Regions from separate parts of the Sus scrofa genome. Here region 2 is linked to region 1. The links are chromatin contacts, called in public Hi-C maps. All regions are on one chromosome and are shown on one strand. Each heading gives the region's core, a stretch centred on a gene start, on an enhancer-like site or on the middle of the called end of the contact. The rest is flanking DNA. Distances are from core to core; before and after follow the strand shown.

Region 1 (4,862 bases), core at 1,241-3,740:
ATCAATAATGAAATCTCATTGCCTAATTCTGGTATTTGGCAGAAGAAACCACAAACTTTTACTCCTTCAGTGTCGGTAAACTGAACTAATTTTTTTCTAGCCAATATTATTAGCAGATTGTTGTACTGGGCAAAATAAATAAGGATTTAAAAGACAAATAATGATCTGATTCCTAAATACTCTCCTATTCTGACGGCTAAATTCTCTGAGTTGAATCCCAGAGTCCTTTACCATTGTATGTTGTATCCTGGCTTTAAAAAAAAAAAATAAGATTTAAACATGTGAGTTTGATTATTTCAAAACTGGTGCAAATTACACCACCATTCTTATTTATATTTAATTAATGTTTTAACATATAGTTGTAAGTCTTAGTTTACCTAGGGCAGAAAAAAGTGTTTACTTAAATCAGTTTCTGTACCAATGAAATGAACTCCCCCAACCATTTTTGATGTAATATTTTAAAATCATTGTAGTTAGTAATACTTATAAATCATTGTGAGAAGAAGAAGAAGATAAAGGGTAATTAAGGCCCTTCTTTTTCTGTATTATCAAACTTTATAAAGTTATCTAATGGTGTATTAAAATAGATTGCTTCTATATATTTATATGTTTATAAACTTAACCTAAGAATATATTATGAAGTACAGTCCATTTGATTTTTTTCTATTCCTTGCCAAAAAAATCAAACCTTCTCTATTTAGAAAAACCAGAGACTTCTGTGATATCATGGACCATTTTGTATTTCAGTAAAGAAGTTGAGGACAGGGAGTCAGAAATACCAACATTTTTAGGATCCAAGTTATTACTGTAAATGTTTTATCTCTCCCTTTGTAAAGAGTGATCCAGATGGATGTCTAATTTCCCTTGGTCTCTGCCCCCTCTTTTTTGTGTGTTCTTTATTTGTATAAATTAGCTTTGTCATGTCTTACTAGATTGTTTAATTTGGGCACACTCTCCCAGATAGGTTCTCATTCTCACTCCTCCCAACTTGTCTGGGTTTTAGGATGGGGAGTGGTCATCCTTACTTAAAAAGCTTTGTAATTCAGACAAAGAGAGCCTGGACCTTTTTTTTTCTATCCATCTGGACATACTCAAAGGTCACACCCAAGATCATAAGCCATGTTTGTATCCTTCTTATGGGCAAATGATAAAATAATATCCACAGGCATTTGATACCAGGGGCATGGCCTGAACACACACCTTGCCCTCTTCCCCTTGGCCTCTCCTGCCCTGAAGAATGAATACATCCATCTCCAAAGTTGATGCTTCGAAGTGACCAGTCAGATGCTAGCAGGTCAGCTGGCCATCCCCTTGGACAGGGGTTCATAAATCAGAGAAATGTTGGTGAGCTTGAAAGAAGAAGGTAGCCCAGCCTGAGGGAAGCCACGTAAATCTCTCCCGGAGCATTGTTCCCAGTAGGGAGTGGGGGTGAGAGTTAGGGTAGCTCCTAGGGTCTCGGCTGTTATTAATGCCCCAGGCCCTCCTGCAGTGGGTGCTAACTTGTTGTGCAGGAGAGCTGCCACCACCCTTCCCAAACATCGGCCGCTTGGAAAAGTCAAGCACTGCTGAGCCCTGATTTTCATTTAATAGTCAAAACCAAGATGCATTTGGGCTATGATGATAGGACAGCTCCCTTGAAAAGATTATTTGAACTACAAAGGCATTCATTTAGGGCTAGCGATGTTGCAAAAGGGCCTGCTAGAAATTAGCAGCCTGTCCTGGTATTTGGAGAGCAAGAGTGACAACTTATTGGAAGTTCTCAAGGAATCATTTATATTTCACACTCCACTAGGCAGCTGATTTGAGATTGTCTGTTAGCATAACAAAGGCTCTGAGCCTGTGAACTTCAGAAACCTTTCGACCTCTTAGCTGCTGGCATGAATAGCCCCCAGTCCTGCCTATAGAGATCTCCCAAAGCTCCCCTGTTCGTGGCTAAATTGTTAATCAGGGTAATTTAATATAGTTTTCAATATGCCTCATCTCTTATTGGGAAAGGTATTCACAGCTCCCCTACCCCTGAAAAAAAAAGTTCTTTTATTCAAGTGTGAGAGGGGCAGCTGCAGACAGACCCCCATCCCTTGCTGCTCCCCCTAAACCCCCTCTGTAGCAGCAATAATGTTCTGAGCAGCAACCATGGTGAAGGGCCAGAAAAAGAAATTCAGAATGACAACGATTCCCCTGCATGCACTCCAACCTGAACCTGAAATTCCAGTCTGTTTATGCCCAGAACGGACAAAACAAAAACCCAAGGCTCAGCCATAACTGAAACCGCCGTGCCCACACACACACACACACACACACACACACACACGCGCCACACCTCCTTCTCCACCCTCTCTTTACCCCCAGTCTTCTCCTCCCTCCTCATCTCCCAACCCAGCTTCTCATCTGGCTCCCAACAAGACAAAACGCAGAGACCCCAGGGCCTGCTTATTTTCATTTCTCTCCCTCTTTGGAGGCAGCCCACACCAGCCTGCACGCTCCTTCACAGTCACCCTGAGCCTGGAGCCCGCATCCTCTCCCAGTCTCACACATACTTGCTCTCACCCGCTCCCTCGCACACTAACAATTCACATGCACATTAGTTAGCTGAAAAGAGCCAGAGCACAAATATATTCATTTTAATCCAGTTAAGACCTAAGAGGTCTCATAGGATATTCTTCAATAGTTTGGAAACCAAGTATAAAACTCAGATTTTGCTACACTGTTTCATCTCAAAGAGGCCTACAGCAGGCCTTTCTTTCACTTTCTACCAGCCCATCTTGTAAAAAAATAAATAAATAAATAAAGTGAATAAAAAACAATCACAAGCAAACCACCCAGCTTCAGGCAGACACTGCTCCAATATTATTATGTTGTCTTTTTTAATGACTGTGTTTTTTTGTACCCACATGCAAAGTCAGAAGAACAGTTTCATATGAGGAAGGGAAAAATAGAAAAATCACTATTTTTTTAAATTAAAAATGTAAGGCTACAATGTCTTAATCTCATTTTTCCACATTAAAGATATTTATCATCTTTCAGCTTTCGTTCCCACGTGAGAATTTTAAAACATCTCTAAACCTATCTGAATATTTCCTGATCCCTTTGGTGGTGATTTTCTGTGCAATTGTGCTCTGTCTTTGTGCTGGTTGAGGCCCTGTGCCTTGCTTCTTCCTGGAATAGCCATTTCTCGTGTGCCTTGTTTTGGTTGGTGAGCTTGTCTCAGCCTCCTGAAGTTGGATAAAGCCAGGATCTAGTGTCTGAAGTATTTTCTTTGAATTTGCTCTAGTTAGAGTGGTCTCTGGTGTGGGTGGGGAGACTTTCTTCCCTTACTTGGGATCATAATCTAGCATCTCAGAATTGCTGAGATGGGAGACAAATTTCTGTTTATAGCATCAAGGAAAGGATTATTAACCTCCAAAACAAGAATTACAAATGTAGACCCACCATTAATAAAACAAAACAAATAACCCAACCTATTTCTCAAGATAATTTTGCTTGGAGTTAAAAGAATAAAAGATTTTTTAAAAGAGATATTTTGGTCAATTTTAATATCTAAACAATACCCAGAGGTGACACTTTAGAACATAAAATAAGTGTAACTAGTTGTTGTATTATACGCCAATCCTAACATCTGCATTTTCCTTAAAATGAAGGATTCTGACAGCTTTCATTTCAATGTTGTGAAAGTTTTTAGATTATAAGCATTTTTGTCAATATCTGTTCATTATTCATTTTAACGATGGGCTTTTTAATTTATTTTATTCTCTAAGTAGTGATTTTCATTTTCTTGATGTCTTAAACCAAAATATTTGTTAAAATATTAATTGACAGTTACTACAAATCAGTGGATAAACATTTCTGGGTTCTCTTTTTTAAAAGCCAAAAATATATAATTCCTATATAAATTAACAGAAATTTAAATTTCAAAAGATGTTTAGAGAGAAAAAAAATATGGCTTTTAAACCCAAGAAGGAAAAAATACACAATTTGCATTTTTTCAGTGCTTTTGCTTAACACTTTTTCATTAGCTTTTTCTTCATTAGAATTTATGATCCATGTCCATCATTACACTTTCACATCTCTGATTTCTGTTAAATTTTCTAACAGAGGTTAATAAATACAAAGGGGTAAAAAGGCCTATTTGCTTTCCTCTGAAGTGCTGTTTCAAGGTTATTTGTAGTTGCATTAAAATTTTTCCATATTCTAATTTAAATGATTAAAATTGGGCTGAAATTAATTCTACTTGGAATTAGGAAGTAACAGGGGGATTTTTTAAAAAGGAATTAAATAACATGAGTTTGCTAAATTATAACATTTTCTTAAGGTTGGGCCATCTAATACCCTCTTTAGCATGGCAGGGTTTGGGCTTCATATTTATGGAAGAAATAGGGTTGGGGGGAGAAGGATGTATACTTGGAATGGTGTTTGACAGGGGGAATGAACGCAGACACCAGAACAATTATATTACAATCCCATTGGGAATGCCAGCACCAAATTTAGCCAGACTGATGGGGTACTGTCTAGACGGTCCCTTTTGTGTATCAGCTGTTTTTTCCCTGCTTTATTGCACTGCCTGAATGTGTGAGTTGAACATGCATATGGATCCCAAACATGACCATTCCTGCAACCATACATTGATGTTAAATTTCCTCTCATTTGGCTGAGAATCAAGGGTTGTGTATTCCTACTGCATTCTCTTTACACTATTTTATAATCGAAATGCAGCTTCTAGAATTAGAGGTTTAACAAAGGTCATAAGACAAAGTAGAAAGTGCCTAGGCTGTTTTTTTTAATTATGAAAAAAACACACTAGGTAAACATTTCTATCTTCTCAAACATGTCCACCTCTTTTCTACAGAAGTAAAAGAAAACCAGAA
Region 2 (4,439 bases), core at 1,619-4,118, 260 kb after region 1:
TTACACTGGGTACCAACAAGCAGCCATTAATCAAACCTAGTTCAAGGGTGTCTTTAGGTACTGAAAACACTTTGAGAAATTCAGGGGTTTAAAGTTTTCCCTAAGATGCACTAAGTTGCTAGAATGTAGCTATATTTGTATTTGTGACTTGAAAATCTTATCCAAGTGGGTCCTCATTGTTGTTCGGTATTCTTTAATTTTATTGATCCTAAATACTGTTGATTTAACATTAAAAATAGAAAATTAGAATTTAAGTGTCAAAAATTATGGAATTTCTCTATACACCTAGTCACTCCCCAAAACATAAGCATATTAAACCCTAATTAAAGGATTATTTACTTTGAACAGAAAATTAGGCCAGTGAAATATTTCTTATTCACAAGAAATAGTAATGTATGCATATTATTATATGTAACATTATGTAATGGCTATATAAAAAATATATAAACCATGGATATTTGGTTGTTACATTGGTGTGTGTGTGTTAAGTAAGGGTGGAGACAAAGCTTCTCTTCTGTTTAGGTTTTCCTTAATATATTTCTCTTTAAATTCCTCTTATTAAGCAAGTAAATTAAGTAATAAAGACAGGCTAAAATGTCATTAGATTATGTCTGTGTTCCTTTGTCATACCTGCCCTCCTTCTGGGCTCACCTTGGAGGGTGTGTGTGTGTGTGTGTGTGTGTGTGTGTGTGTGCGCGCGCGCGCGGGCGCGCGCAAGAGCGCGTACCCACAGACATGCCTGCATTTCCTTTCTTGCTTGTTGAGAAGCATGAAGGAAGATAGGGATGCAAAGATGGGATTATTGATCAGAAAGGCACATTGTTGCATGTAAAGTAAGATGGAAATATTTAAAACCCTGTTAAATCCCAGCTAGATGATTATCTGGGGGTGGGGGCCTTATTTGTGGTAGCAAGCAGGCTGATCGAATAAATCACTAGAGGACTTCCAGCTCCTGGACTGGCCTCCCTTTCAGCTGCTTTCAGCAATCTACAGGGGCTCAATGACGTTTGGCTTTAGGGAATAGAGCTCCAAGGACACCTGTCTGCATCTGGTTGGAGACAGGTGTGTGTGTGTGTGTGTGTGTGTGTGTGTGTGTGCGTGCGCGCGCGCGCGTGCACATGTACAGGGAGGAGTGGATACTTCATCAGCAATTTATTTCAAAAAAAATATTGATCCTAAAATTCTGCTATGTCATCAACTGGAGTCAGGCACCAAGGTCACTAACATGTCCAGGTTCACTCATGGACCGTGGCAACATTATTGGTTTTGATGGTACGAATGTGGCTTCTATGAAAGAAGGTTTGGTTCTTCCTTAGAGTGGGGCGAGGCTCTATACTCCCCCTCCTCCCTTCTTGATCCCCGCAAACAAAACCATTCTACCACTTGAGCCATCTGCCGCAGGTATAATGGATGGCAGGGGGCCGACCTAACCACACTTCAGTCTCTTCTAGGTCGTCACCGCTCTGCACCAAACAAATGAGTCCTGTTTCGCCACTAGGGTGCCGAGGTGGCTGGTGGATGCTGGCCCCCGCCCCTGGCAGCATTCAGCGCTTAGAAACCAGAGCCAGTTGACAACACGCGAAACACACAGACACAGAGAAAACGCCGAGCCAACGCGCTCTCCCTCTGCCCCCTCCCTCTGCTCTCTGTACACATGGAGGACATGTACACAGCCTTTACACACTTAAAAACCCTGGCGACTTCCTCTGAATTCTTAGTTACTTCTGACGACGGCCTTTCCCACTGCACATACCCCCTGGTGTGTGTGTGTGTGTGTGGTGCTTGTGTGTGCGCGCGCGCGCGCAAAAGTGCGTGTGTTTAAAACGCTTATTGGTAGGTCATCAGCAGCTGATCAGACATAATAATCCAATAATCTTTTTGAATGCATACAATTTTTCGTTAAGGGTAATTTTTTAAAAAGAAAAAAAAAGGAAAACTGTCGATTTTCCGTGCAAGTCTTGGATTCCCAGTTAGGTTCTACACAGACCTACCAAGCCCCCGCCTTCCTAAACTTTCCCTTAACAAGGTTCGAGCTAGGTGCAAACTGTGACTTCATGATAGGGCAGAGGCTGTTTAGAAGAGGGGAGCTGTGGGGACGCCCTGCATAGGGAGAAAAACCCGATAGCGGAAAGCCCTCCCAACCCCACCCGCCCCGTAGCCTCACGGAACCCTGGCAGGATCACAGGGTGCCCCAGGTCAGGAGCCCAGAGTCCAGCCTTTCCAAGCCCAAAGCACCCTGCTGACCACGGCCCTTTGGTCGGATCCCTGCTCGCCGCACCCCGCTCCACCCGCCCGCTAGCAACCCACCCCCATTTTTATCATAGTTTGAGTAATCCCTGGTAATGGTGCCCACCTCTCCTGCCTGGGCCATGGGCAGAGGCTGGACCCCGCCAGGAATCGAACTCTGCTATCCCCAGAGTACTTACCTCGAGTGAGGCCCTGGCAAATGGTGTCCCTGAAGCGTCAAGTTTCCTCTCTCAGCCGTTGTGCCAGATTCCCCTCCTGTCTGCTGCGCTCTCGGCGGGGCAGGCTTGTCTCTCCCTCTCTCTCTCTCTCCCTCTCTCTCTCTCTCTCTCTCTCCCTCTCTCTCTCTCTCTCCCTCTCTCTGTTACACACGAGGATTACTTGTGATTTTAGAAGCAAAAGCTTGCTTATTCGGAGAGGAGAAGGAGGGGAGAGGGAAGGGAGGCGGGAGGGAGGAGAGAGAGGGGGAGAGAGAAGTAGAAGGGGGATGGAAGAAGAGGAGGAGGTGGAGAATTCGAGGTAGTGAAGGCGTAGGTAGAGGAGGAGGGAGGGGAGGGGTAGGGTGGAGTAACCGAAGATGGGCTGGGATGGGACGGAGAGGAATAAATTGCTCCCCACCCAGCTGCAGTGCGACGCCCCCAGCGTCCCGGGGGAGCCGGTGCGTCAGATCGCTGCTGGCCGAGGCGGGGCTGTACAAAAGCGCCGCGGGACCCTCTTCGCGGGCTTCTCCCCAGCCAGACTGAGCGCCGGAGGCCTCTCCACGCTCGAGCTCAGACCGCGGACGGCTCTCCTCCGCCCGGACGCGGGTGGCTGTCCAGGGGCTCCAAGCTCCATGCAACTTAGGTTTCATTCCTGGGTTCCTGGTCACCCTCGCCCGCATCTCAGACACGAACTGAAAGCCCGCGCATCCCCACCGCGTCCTTACCCTGGCCTCGGCGCCCACCTTAGCCTTACTCCTGGGCGGGGAGCCGCTCACACGGGCGGCCTCCGCACCGCCCCGACTCAGTCTGCCTCAGCCCTGCGGCTCTGCTCACATTTGGGGCACCCCCTCAGCTTGTTATTACGGAGAGGGGTGTGTGTGTGTGTGTGTGTGCGTGTGTGTGCGTGCGTGTGTGTGTGTGCAGCGCGCACGCTTCTGACTAGAAAGAAGGTGAAATCCCTGCACGAAAAAGTAGCTTCGGTCTCCTACAGCTTGGAGCCCCACGACCAGGTCCTATCATATCCAGTATTTGACATTACAGTCTGCAGCAAGGACCAAGGCAGGAGCTCACCGGATCATTTCAAATGAGTTTCTATACAGCAAAGATTGTTTATTGTATTGTCAAGTACGAAAATAGGCTTTAAAAAATAAAGAATAGTTGCAGGGAAAGAATGGGGTCATTTTGGTAATGGTGGCCAGGAACCAAAAGTGGTTGAAATGGGTTTTTTGGACAAGAGCATCCATAATGGCTAAAGGTGGAAGCCTCAGACTGGTACAAAACCAGTTCATTACGTGACGGGATTAAAAAATAGGAGCATGCTTTTCGACATAGACAACCCATTAGTTCTCTGTTAACTGCATTAAGCCAGCACCATGAAACGATTACATGGCCACCTTCAATGTGCAAACACAAGGGGTACTACAGAGGGTGAGCACAAACGTTTATAGAACTCTGTGTACACACATACACATTTTTACCTTTAAAATGAGAGAAACTTTGATTAAACTCATAAATGCATATATTCTTAAACTCATAAATACATATATTTCCTCAAACAACTATTCCTTAAATATGGTAATTTTCCTCTGCATTTTTTTACTGACCAGCAAATACGACATTACAGTTATAGAGTAGGCTACTCGGATCGACATAATTCTGCTTATATTTATCGTAGATGACACGTCATAAAATGCCAGAGGGGGAGGGGAAACCATGAGGGGCGGAGAGATGGCTTTTTATTAACAATTATATTCTCTCCTAGCTGTTTCATTTAAATAATAGCAATGGTGTCACAGATACCATCCTCCTTCTCCCACTCCAGTGAGACCACTGGAGGGTTTGGTGAACAATGCATTGTATATTGGTTAAGGGATTATCATTGCTATAGAGTTATAGGTCCATCCTGTGGCATAAAAAAATCTTTGAACGTTAAATTATTGGAACACTTGGCATGTTTTAGAACCTGTTTATCTGCCACATCTTGTTCCAAAATAA

What was found. Hi-C and Micro-C count contacts between places; a contact is called where the count stands out from the background.
Region 2: a Hi-C map of brain shows a contact between it and region 1, with 18 times the contacts expected there. The contact joins two enhancer-like sites. A contact is called at or near these places in 2 of 47 Hi-C or Micro-C datasets (brain and epiblast stem cells).

Annotation. Positions count from the first base shown.
Region 1 is chr2:95,827,536-95,832,397 of Sscrofa11.1, forward strand. It overlaps the pseudogene LOC106509498. Among named protein-coding and RNA genes, the nearest start is that of TMEM161B, 130 kb to the left of the region's middle. Within about 2 kb of position 2,491, at least 11 of the 83 cell types and tissues checked have an H3K27ac peak or open chromatin away from gene starts, as enhancers often do. A contact at or near this core is called in brain, where this site is marked.
Region 2 is chr2:96,091,738-96,096,176 of Sscrofa11.1, forward strand. No RefSeq gene overlaps it. Among named protein-coding and RNA genes, the nearest start is that of MIR9-2, 18 kb to the left of the region's middle. Within about 2 kb of position 2,869, at least 12 of the 83 cell types and tissues checked have an H3K27ac peak or open chromatin away from gene starts, as enhancers often do. A contact at or near this core is called in brain, where this site is marked.